2 separate regions of the Mus musculus genome follow, and region 1 is linked to region 2. A link is a contact called in public HiChIP or PLAC-seq data. All regions are on one chromosome and are shown on one strand. Each heading gives the region's core, a stretch centred on a gene start, on an enhancer-like site or on the middle of the called end of the contact. The rest is flanking DNA. Distances are from core to core; before and after follow the strand shown. Region 1 has its middle 43 kb from the start of Gm32835. Region 2 overlaps Nav1 (neuron navigator 1).

Evidence for each region. HiChIP or PLAC-seq counts read pairs in DNA pulled down with a chosen protein or histone mark.
Region 1: a contact with region 2 is called in an H3K4me3 HiChIP or PLAC-seq map of embryonic basal ganglia, with 2.5 times the contacts expected there. The contact joins two enhancer-like sites. A contact is called at or near these places in 5 of 115 datasets of contacts at active chromatin or transcription factors (embryonic basal ganglia, embryonic hindbrain, embryonic stem cells and 1 more) and 2 of 9 other capture datasets (adipose tissue and liver).

What each region holds. Positions count from the first base shown.
Region 1 is chr1:135,642,705-135,648,320 of GRCm38.p6, forward strand. It overlaps a transcript of Nav1 not described here. Among named protein-coding and RNA genes, the nearest start is that of Gm32835, 43 kb to the right of the region's middle. Within about 2 kb of position 3,232, at least 40 of the 459 cell types and tissues checked have an H3K27ac peak or open chromatin away from gene starts, as enhancers often do. A contact at or near this core is called in embryonic basal ganglia, where this site is marked.
Region 2 is chr1:135,517,138-135,522,920 of GRCm38.p6, forward strand. All of the region lies in intron 3 of Nav1 (neuron navigator 1), which reads right to left. Gm32940 (a long non-coding RNA gene) reads left to right here. Exons shown (of 4, transcript XR_003948736.1): 3 at 3,751-3,906. Among named protein-coding and RNA genes, the nearest start is that of Gm32940, 8.0 kb to the left of the region's middle. Within about 2 kb of position 1,709, at least 16 of the 459 cell types and tissues checked have an H3K27ac peak or open chromatin away from gene starts, as enhancers often do. A contact at or near this core is called in embryonic basal ganglia, where this site is marked.

The DNA.
Region 1 (5,616 bases), core at 1,982-4,481, 130 kb after region 2:
TACTGTCAGTCAGTGTTGGAGGAAAGTGTGTCACTGTGGGTGTGGGCTTTAAGACCTAACCATCCTAACTGCCTGGAAGTCAGTCTTCTGCTAGCAGCCTTCAGATGAAGATGAAGAACTCTCAGCTCCTCCTGCTCCATGCCTGCCTGGATGCTGCCATGCTCCTGCCTTGATGATAATGGACTGAACCTCCGAACCTGTAAGCCAGCCCCAATTCAATGTTGTCCTTATAAGAGTTGCCTTGGTCATGGTGTCTGTTCACAGCAGTAAAACCCTAACCAAGACAGGCTGGTTAGGAAAACACAGATTTTTCAACATTTATTTCATTCAGCACTTTTGTAAGATTAATAAGGCTGCTCTTTCAGGGTATGGGGGTGGAGGGAAATAAATGAACTGCAAGTTACTCAAGTAGTAAGAAAGGAAACAGACGCCATTCTGAAATGGTGAGCCCATTGAACCCAGCAGTCCCTATCAGTTCTGGGAGCTTCATCTTCACCACATAGACCAAGTTGGCCAGTAGGATCCTGCTAAGGCCCCTCCCTTAACTTCTCAGAGGGCTACTACCACGACTACACAAATCTGTTCTTTATTTCCTTTCCTTAGGGTAGATTCATGCAGTGTTAGTCAGTTTGAGACTGGATCAATTCACGTACCATGTTTCTGTGATGTAGCAGGTGTCAGAGTTCCCCTTTGTGTGTGTTTGGAGAGGAAGAGTTTGAGACAGAATCTCACTGTGTAGCTCAGGCTCGCCTGAACTTACTCTTGCTCTTGCATCAATCTTCATATCTCTGCCTCCCATGTGCTGGGATCTACAGGCATATGTCACGATGCCTAGCACCCCTTTTAAAATATGCATGCATATACATATATATATATATGTATGTATATATACACACATATACACACACACATATATACACATACACACATATGCATACATACATTGTGGAAACACAAATTTTCCTTGGGGTTTGTGAATGAGGAATTTCTCAGAGGGTTAGGGATGTAGTTCACTGGTGGCCAGCTTGCCTACCATATATGACATACTTGACCCAACTCCAGCACCAAAAACAAAACAAGAAAAAGCCTCTCTGAGCCATGATTCTAGAGGACAGATGGGTTGTGCTACATTTCCAAAACTTAGCTGTCAATCACCTCTCTCTATCTCCCCTCACCAACATATTCCTCCTCCTCACAGAATCCCTGGTAAGAAGCCACAGAACACTGTGAGATCGTCTGTTCTAAGGGTTTTTCAGGACTCCATAGGAAGCCCTCCAGAGAAAACGAGGCATCACAGATAGAGGACTCTAAAGCCAGGAGAGAGCCAGCCTAAGACCTGATGTCAGGGTTGAGGTCCAAAGGGTCTGCCCAAAGCTGGAGAGACCGAGATCAGATTCCCAGAACAGCTACTCACACATGGTGCCCAAGTCAGGAAGCTTTTCCCTTACCAGTTGTGCTGGTGGTGTGGGGCAGAGGCCGAGTAAGGCTTGCAGCCTTTTGCTCGCTCTTGAGGTCTTGGTTGAAGAATATAGGCCAGCCACTTCTGTCTGGTAGATTGCCAGGGTCTGGGCTCCCTGCCAGCGTGTCCAGATTTCCCCTGATCCCTTCTATCCCTGTCTGCTGCAGTCTCTCCCCAGACCCTGTGTCTGGATGGCTCAGGAGCAGGTCCAGAACCCAGCCCATGGAAAGGCATCTGGACTGCTCCATCCTGTCAACTGCATAGACAAGCTAAGCCCCAGGCAGCTGCCGTGCGTGGACTCAGAGGACACTCTAGAAACAGGCTCAGAAGGACTCTTGGCAACTCCCAGTCACATCTGCTGCACACAAGCACATTCTAGGCTGAGCCAACTGCCAAGTTAGTACTAGAGCCATCTCCAGGCCTCAGTTTACCCAGGAGGCAACAAGAGTCCAATGCATAAAGACTACCCAAACTTCTTTAAGAGTCTTCATGCATATCTTAGGCAATCTTTCAGAGTCACAGTGAGACGAGAGGAAATAAGGCTCTTTCTTATTATCAATTCCTTCCCATTTGCAATAAAACTCCAGAGAAATGAAAGGATTAATATTCATCACCTTCATCTTTTACTAGGCTACTTTCCTTTTCTTTCTTTTTTTTTTTGTTTGTTTGGCTTTGGGTTTTTGTTTTGTTCTGTTTTGTTTTTTCGAAACCAGGCTTCTCTGTGTCACAGCCCTGGGTGTCCTGGAGCTCACTCTGTAGACCAGGCTGGCCTCATCCCATACTTTATAGAGAGATCTCCACCTAGCTCTGCCTCCCAAGCACTGGGATTAAAGGAGTGCACCACCACTGCCCGGCTGGCTCTTTTCTTTGTGCAGTTCTATCTTGTAAGGAAACATAAGCTTGTCGTAACAGGGCAATAATTTAACAGCCTCCCAGGCAAAGGTAACAGCACCCCTGAAAGAGCCGGCAACGTGGTCCAATAAGTGTCATCCTCCTTACTTCTCACACTGTAAGGTCATTGGCGGTGAGATCTCTCAGCGGAAAAGCATTTTGGGGAATATCAAGCGGAATTCTCTAGAGCTGCAGAGGAGGAGGAGAAATCTAGAGCAAAGTGCTTGCTACAGGACACATTGTGAAATGGGTTGCTAGATCCAAGTGCCTTGGACCGTTCAAGCCCCTAGCTGCTGTGCTTTCCCAGGCTTCTTAACCCTGGCTGTTAGTTTACTTACTCAAATGCTTCATCTCCAGGTGTGGCTTGTGATTCCTGAAAATATTATCAGCCATGGTAATAGAAGACTGGCGACAGCTACCGTAAAGAGCTGACAACCTAAATGACATCTTTCTCATCCCCGTTAGCTTTCTTGGGCAGAAGGGGAGGGAAGAGAGGGTTTATAGGGCTCAGGAAAGGCAAACTATTTGCCCAAGGTCACCCAGTTGGCTGAAGGTCATGCCAGGACCCTCCTACCAGCCCCAACTGCTTATTCACCCACTTCCTTTGGCTTCTAGGCACCTCGCTCCAGCAGGGAAGGAGTTAATGCCAACCTCTGTTGGCCTCTGCAGGTGCTGCTCTTGAGGGAAAGCTTCCTAGCAGAGTCTGCAGATAATGCAAGCAGCAAAGATAACGAGCTTTCTGTTTTAATTGCAGAGGGGAGACAGGGTGGGCTTGTTGGAGGGCTTGGGTAATTAACACAGCTGGGGCACAGGGCTGATGAGCCCTGGATGGGGCCTTGCCCCTGCTGGCTCCTCTCTGACAAGCACAGAGATCAGGGCTATTATACCCACATAGCGGGCCTGGCGCAGCATGGGCCTGGCCAGGGCACACAAAGAAATCAGCCAGGCAGAGAGGAGGCTGAGAGCCACCAAATGGGCTGAGCCCCAGGCGTGCAGAGCCACCATGTTTGGCCTCATCTAGACAGCTGGACTGCTAGAGGATGGCTAAGACCCACTGTGCCAGGCCTTAGGCCTAGCACTCAGGATAGAGGCTGGGGATGCTGAGGGGCAAGGACCAGCACTGAGAAGAGCCTGAGACTAGACTGCGCTTATGAGTTTGGAACTTAGGTGCATAGGCTTGGTGGCACGCTTCTACAATGCCAGAAATTTGCAATTGGAGGCAGGAGGATGAGAGAGAGAAAGAGAGAGAGAGAGAGAGAGAGAGAGAGAGAGAGAGAGAGAGAGAGAGAGAGAGAGAGAGTTAGAGTTAGAGTTTGAGAAACGAGAAGGAGAGCATTGAAGATTGGTTAGCAGTATGTCAAGGCTAATAGCTCTCCAGTTAAATAGCCAGAGCTGTTGCCTAGCACGGGACCTAAGCTCAGCACTTTTCTGAGCAAAACTCTTTCATGCTCTCCTACAGTCCCAGTCCTAGGGACCGTTCTTCTTGGGTCAGCCAGCCTGGCTGGGCCAATGGCCACTGTGCTGTGTGTTCTCTCTGGGAGCTGGGGGTGGGAGTCTGCAAATTGCCCACACATCTACTCTCTCATATGCCCTGACTCTATCCTTCAGGGCAAGGCTGGCTGGCCCTGGCCTAACTATGTCAGCTCCGAGTCAGCAGACTTCTGCTAGCAGAAGGCACCTCCAAGACATGAAAAGAAGGAACAATCCTCTCCTCTGCCTCAGAAAGCATCTAGCAAGCTCCAAGACATCTTGCTTGCCCAGTGCCTCCAAGATGGCTCCAGATCCTATAGGGCCCAGTTCCAGTCTGTCTAGGTCTGCTGGCTACTTCCTCCTCCTAACTCAGCTCCTCGGCTCTTCTATAACTCAGGTAACCAGATACCTGTGCCAAAAGTCCTCTTGTAATAAATAAGTAGTTTCTCTAGGGTGGTGGTCATGCACACCTTTAACCCCAGCCCTCAGAAGGCAGAGGCACGCAGATCTCTGTGAGTTCAAGGCCAGCCTGGTCTACAGAGTGAGTTCCAGGACAGCCAGGGCTACAAAGAGAAACCCTGTCTCCCAAAACCAAACAATAACAACAACAAAATGATACAACTGATAGAGAAGCGAGCCAGGCTATGCCCAGCCTTCCTCACGCTCTCTTGCCAACTTCCATGGTTCCTCCCTGACCATGCACGTGTGACAACTCTGTTCTTGTTCCTCTGTGTCAGTCCTCTCAGCCCTCTCAGTACATTTCATTTGTGCACGTGTGCACAGGTGTGCTTGCCCATGAGTACACACATGGAGGCAGGAGGTTGACACGGAGTGTCTTTCTTACCACCTTATATTCTTTTATTATTATTATTTTAAAAAAATTTGAAGCTCACTGTATAGCTCATTGGTCTAAAACTTGCTGTGTGGACCAGTCTCAAACTCACAGATATACACCTGCCTCTGTCTCTAAAGTGTCGGATAAATAGATAGATAGATAGATAGATAGATAGATAGATAGATAGATGACTGATTGATTGAGATGGTGACTGTCACTGAGCTTGACCCTGTTTTGACTAGACTGACTGCCCCCAAGGTCTTTCTGTTTCTGTCCCTCATCACTGCGCTAGATTTACAGGTGCAGGCTATCACTCCTGGCTTTTCTTTTCCTTCCTTCCTTCCTTCCTTCCTTCCTTCCTTCCTTCCTTCCTTCCTTCCTTCCTCCCTCCCTCCCTCCCTCCCTTCCTTCCTTCCTTTCTTTTTTCCCTTTTTCGACAGGATCTCACCACATAGCCTTGGTTGGCCTGGAGTTTGATATGTAGAGCGGGCAGAGCTCAGACTCACAGAGACTCCCTAAAGGTGTAAGCCACCACGTCCTGCAGGATGCCTCTGTCCTTCACCTCTAACCTCTGTTGTTAGAGTCTTGTCCATCTGACATCCAAACTCAAAACCTCTAAAGCTGAACTCATTTTCTTTCTTCCCTTCTCCACACCTGGCATCCCTTCTCTTAGTTGGAGCCATGTGTCAGGAACCAAGCTCTTCCCTTCTCTCTTAGCCACTGCATCCTGTGACCCTTGTCTCCTAAGTAATTGGATTCACCCTTGCCATCCGCTTCCACCACTGTGTGTTGAACTAGCCCTTAAGCCGGAAGAAAAGCCCACTAGCTGGTTCCTTACATTGACTTCTTGCATTGACTACTCTTGGAGACCACTAAGATAGGCAGATCTGGCCGATCGGTTTATATATAAATCCCTTTAAGGATTGGCAAAGTAAACAATACCTCTGTGCCACACTCCCTA
Region 2 (5,783 bases), core at 459-2,958:
CTCCTGGAAGTCCCTCTTCCTCTCTGACACTGCTTATGTGGTTGCCCTGTACAGACTTGTGAATAAGTGGCTGTGCATCCTCAGGCGACCTTGCACACACATTGCTTCTATGTCCAGCCACCTCTCGCACTCGCTTAGATGTCCCCTCCCACACCTGGGTATGCACTGAGCTTCCGCTCTATCTGTGGCACATGCTCTGATGGCACCCTCTCAGACCCTCTCTCCATGAGCCTGCCACCTATATTTAGTGAGTGTCTATCCATTCCTGACATAGCCACATGCATTGGAGCTCTCTTTTCTGCTTTGCTTTTCAAATCCAGACTTCTATGCATCTCCTGGTGCCTGCACCTCGAGAAGCAAGAATAACGGTCTTCGGCCTCTTTGGTGCACCCTACTGAAGAGAGGTTGGTGGGTAAACCTCCTACTTGGTCTGCTGGTCTTTCTTCAGCTGCAGTGAATGGTCCTTTGCTGCCTGGCCAGAGACATCTGATAGCCCAGGGGCCTGAGCTGGCCCCTCGGGAATACCCTGGGACAGCTAAGTCTTTGAGCGGGAGTCAAACAAGGACAGACATTCAGAAGCTTGGGTTGCTCATTTTGCCTGGCCCAGAGCTCCCAGTTGTGGCCACTTTGTGGCTCCCCAAAGTGAGGAAGATGGAGAGGTTGCTTAGGGGCATGCCAGAAGGGTCTCTGGGTGTTCGGCAGCAGGGCCTGAGAACCCAAGTTGCTGACAGAAGAAGCCATAGTCTCTGTCTTGGGAAAGCAGCTGCCATAGTGGAAGGCCTGGGACCCCTCCTGTGACATGTTCCCAGGTTTTAGGGAAACAAGATACACATAGCAAGGCAGTGGTAGACTGGAATGGGAGTGGGGGGTGGGGGGCTGGGCTTTGCGCTGGTTCTGCCACTCTGAAGCTAGGGAATCCCACCATCCAGTTAGGCCGAGTTCCTGTTTCTTAGCTTGTAAATCAAGGTAAAGAATATCGAATTCATACTGTTGTTAAGATTAAATGAGATAATTCCATGTTAATGTTTCATAAGCTGTTCCTTTACAATTGTCAAGGAATCATAAAAGCACAAATTACTGTAGTATAAAGTATGCACTGGAGGGTTGGAGCAGCCCAGAGTCAGATAGCAATCCCACTGTAACGAGGGGAAATTAAGGAAGGCTCCCCGAGGAGAGGGGGTTTTGAAATGATGAGTGTGGCAAACAAGCACTGCCACCTCAGCAGGAAAATTCTATTTCAAAGATGGCTTGTGTTGCTTTGGAGTTCTAGAAAGTCAAACATGAGAAGGGGGATAAACATTTACTGAGCGTCTAGTGTATACCACATACCTTACATACACTGAACACCTACTGCATACCAAGTACCTTATATACATTGTGTTCTTTGCCTTCCAACAATAATCCTAGTCCCATATTGTCATTTATCCTTAGAACAAACAGCTCTCCTTGAAGCCTCAGAGATGAGATCTGACCCAACCTATCAAACTTCCAAATGTGTGCTCTTTTGGCGATCTCAGCTTGCAGGAAACTTTCAGGCACACGGAAGCCCAGCTGGCTTACCACCAAACATATGGGTTGGGGAATAAAGGAGGAGGCTGGCAGTTAAAGAGGAGAGACAAATGGACCGGGAGACAGGTGGGAGGGGCTGGTAGAGCAAAGCCATACCCATCTCAACAGCTTTCTTCGATGCCTATCCTCCCTGATTGTCAGCCAAATTGCACGTCATCACACCCAGTGAAAGCTCAGCAGCTCAATTGTAGGTTACTAGGACACCCAGAGGAGGGGCCCCTCCCAAGTCAGCATCTGTTGCTATGGAAACACAAGCATGCATCCAGCAGCCCCTCTGGAATACCTACCTGGCTTACTCCAGGTTTTGAGAAACACTGCGTAAGACACACACTAACTCTGCAGACAGAGAATGGTCCACTATTATGTTTTGAGAATTAAGTGGAATTTTGAGAGCCGAGGGCTCTCTGAAATTAGCCCCTTCTATTCTGATTCTACACACTCCTTCCGTCCGACCCTTCTTACTTTTCTTTAGTGGTGTCTGTGTCTCACTACTCTCCTCTCCCCACTGACCTCATACATGCACCTGACACAATTGCAGGAACCTATGTCTGGGACCCAGCCAGAACAGGTTCAAAGAGCTGCAGCTGGTATCTCCAGGAGCTGCTACATTCAATAATGAGTGGGAGCTGAAGGAGAAACAGCCACACTTCTTTGACCCATGTAGGGTCATTAACCACTTAGAAATCTCTACGCCTCAGGTGCCCATGGCAACAACCTGTGCACACCCTACGCATCCCCATGCAATCTGTGCCCTAGATCTGCTCACTCCACAGGTGCTCACCTATATGCCTTAGTGTGTCACCTAAGATACAGGGCCGTGCTGGAAAATCTTCAGTGTGCCGGCGTTAAAATGTAGGACATTTAAAAAAAAGATTTTATTTATTTTATATATGTGAGTACATTGTTGCTGCCTTCAGACACACCAGGACAGACTAGAAGAGGGCATCGGATCCCATTACAGATGGTTGTAAGCCACCATGCGGTTGCTGGGAATTGAACTCAGGACCTCTGGAAGAATGGTCAGTGCTCTTAATCGCTGAGCCATCTCTCCATGGTTAGTTCCAATGGGGGTGGGTTCCTGATAAAGCAGGAGTTAAGCCCTCTCTTTCACTTATGTCCTCACTCTCACTTATGTTCTCTTGACCCTCTACTTCCCCCACAGAAGGTCCTTAGCAGACTGGCCCTTCAGTCTTGGACTCCCATCTCCCAGAAATATAATAAACCAATCTCTGTTCTTCATAAATGACCTCTTTGTGGTATGGTGTTAAAGTAGCACACAGGGAACTAAGATACCAGCCCAAACCACCCTTCCCGTGTAAGCAATGTTTGAGTGAGCCAGGTCACAATGGGGAAAAGGCCAGAGTCACCCCGTAACCTGAGCATGGTGAGCTTAGTTCTTAGATTGTTCTTTGTAAATTTATTCTATTTTTTTTTAATTTTTTTTAAAGATTTATTTATTATATGTAAGTACACTGTAGTTGTCTTCAGACACTCCAGAAGAGGGCATCAGATCTTGTTACAGATGGTTGTGAGCCACCATGTGGTTGCTGGGATTTGAACTCTGGACCTTCGGAAGAGCAGTCGGGTGCTCTTACCCACTGAGCCATCTTACCAGCCCTTATTCTATTTTTAATTGTGCATGTGTGTATATGTTTATGTACATGAGGTGCAAGGGCCCTCTGAGACCAGAAGAAGATGTCAGAATCCTTGGAGCCGGACTTAAAAGTAGGTGTGAGCCACCCTGATGCGGGTGCTAGGAATTGAACTCAGATCCTCTGGAAGAGTGGCAAGCACCCAGCCCCTGAGCCATCTCTCCTTTCCTACAATTAGCTTAGTTCTGTGCATAGCTACATGCTGTACTCATGATGCTGCGCTCATGACCCAGATCCCAAGCCACATGTGGGTCCCATTTGCCAACGGAGAACATCGCAGGCGTAAGTGAAAAGGGTCAGAATAAGTTCTCACTCCCAGGGAAGCCCACAAACATAATTTTCAGCATGAAGACAAACACACACTTGGAAATATAGCGTTACCATTATTTAGGACATGTGTGTGACATCTTAGGCCTGTCACTGCATTGATGTCTGTCACCACATGACTGGCGATAGCTAGCATGCACAGAATCCTTATGATATCTAAAGTAAACATAGCAACAAATGAAATTTCATTCTCACATCTTAGGAGACAGAGGCACGGTGGTCCACAGTCTTCAGCTGGGATAGCAAAAGAGGAGGCAGAGAATGCAGCGACCACATCTAGCTGGGAAGAGGACCCAGCAGTATGGCTGTGTGCTTTCAGCCACGCCACTGCTCTGACAGCTCTGATGTCCCCGCGTTGGTAAGCCTGATCTCAAAAGCCCGTCTAACTAACTGCATGCCTGGGGGGCAGCACTGAAGAGCAGTGAGAGCAGTCTTCCAAAGAGAACTCAAGGCCTAATTCCAGTGTATCAGTCACCGAGTTAAAGTAACTTCACTTTGGCTTGGGTTTTGTGGGATACTCTGTAACCTCAGAACTTGGAGAGGGAGAAGGGATGATTATGAGTTTAAGGACACGTGGCTTATTTGGTAAAGTTCCCACTGCATGAGTGTGAGGACCTGGGTTTGAATTCCAAGCATCCATATAAAAGCCAAGCATGGCAGTATGCACCTATAACGCCAGCACTGGGTCTCAATGATGCTGGTCTAGCTCAATCTGTGAGCTCCAGGGTCAGTGAGAGAGAGACCTTGTGCATACGCTCTCTCTCTCTCTCTCTCTCTCTCTCTCTCTCTCTCTCTCTCTCTCTCTCTCTCTCTCACACACACACACACACACACACATACACACACACACACCGTATATGTACAAAGAGTTCTAAGGCAGACTGGGCCAGCATAACATAAAAAAAAAAGTGGGGGAGGGGAGTCTAGGGAGGTGGGTTGAAAGTTTAGAGCACTTGCCGCTCTTGCAGAGAGCCCAGTTTCAATTCCCAGCACCCACAGGGTGATTCACAACTGTGGTGGTCTGAGTGAGAATGACCCCTTAGGCTCATACATCTGAATGCTTAGTTCCCAGTTGGTGGAACTGTTTGAGAAGGATTAGAAGAGAGGTGTGGCCTGGTTGAAGGAGGAGTGGCACCGGGGCAAGCTTTGAGGCTTCAAAAGCCCATGCCATTCTCAGTTAGCTCTCTTGGCCATGTGCTTGTGGATCAAAATGTGAGTTCTCAGCTACTGTTCCAGTGCCCTGCTTGCCTGCCTGCCTGCCTGCCCGCCCACCCACCTTCCACCATGCTCCCTCTCTCATGATGGTCATGGGCTCTAACCCCCTGGCACCAGGATCCCCAAATTAAATGCTTTCTTTTGTAAGTTGTCATGGTCATTGCATTTGATCACAGCAATCAAAAGGTAACCAACACAGAAACTGTTTGTACTTCCAGTTCTAGAGAGTCTAACACCCCTCTGACCTCTGTGAGCATCAGGCATGCTTGGGGTATATTACATACATCATTAATACATACATACATGCAGGCAAAATATTCATAAAGTAAAATAAATACATCTTTAAAATGTTTCAAAAATAAAAGGAAGGAAGGGGAGAGAAGGGAAGGAGAAAGGGAGAAAGGAAAAGAAGTAACTTTGTTTTGATAATCTAACAACCTCTAAGACAGAAGCCGTTGGCCCAGTGAATTGAACATTAAAATGAAATTGAAATAAATACTTCAAGCTAACATCCCTGTATTCTTGGGCCCCATTAGGCAAAAATAATTTGGGTACCCCCCCGCCCCACTTTGGTTTTTCAAAACAGGGTTTTGTGTGTGTGTGTGTGTGTGTGTGTGTGTGTAGCCCTGGCTATTCCTGGAACTTGCTTTGTAGACTAGAATAGCCTCAAACTCAAAAGATTTGCTGCTTCTGCCTCCTAAATGATCGGATTAAAGGTGTGCATACTAGCCTGGCTAAAAATCTTTTAGAGTTGCTGTTTATTTTGAGTCAGAGTCTCACTGTATAGCCCTGGATCACCTGGAACTCACTATGTAGATCAGGTTGGCCTTGAACTCATAGAGATCTACCTACCTATGCCTCCCAGGCGATGGGACTTAATTTAATTTTTATAAACGCACAAACTAAGACTCAGAGAGGTTAAGTGACTTGCTTAGTACCACACAGCAAACTAGAGATGTTTAGTATTGAACTCCAGATCTTAGAGTAGCCCACTGTTCCTTCCCATGCAGAGAATGGGAA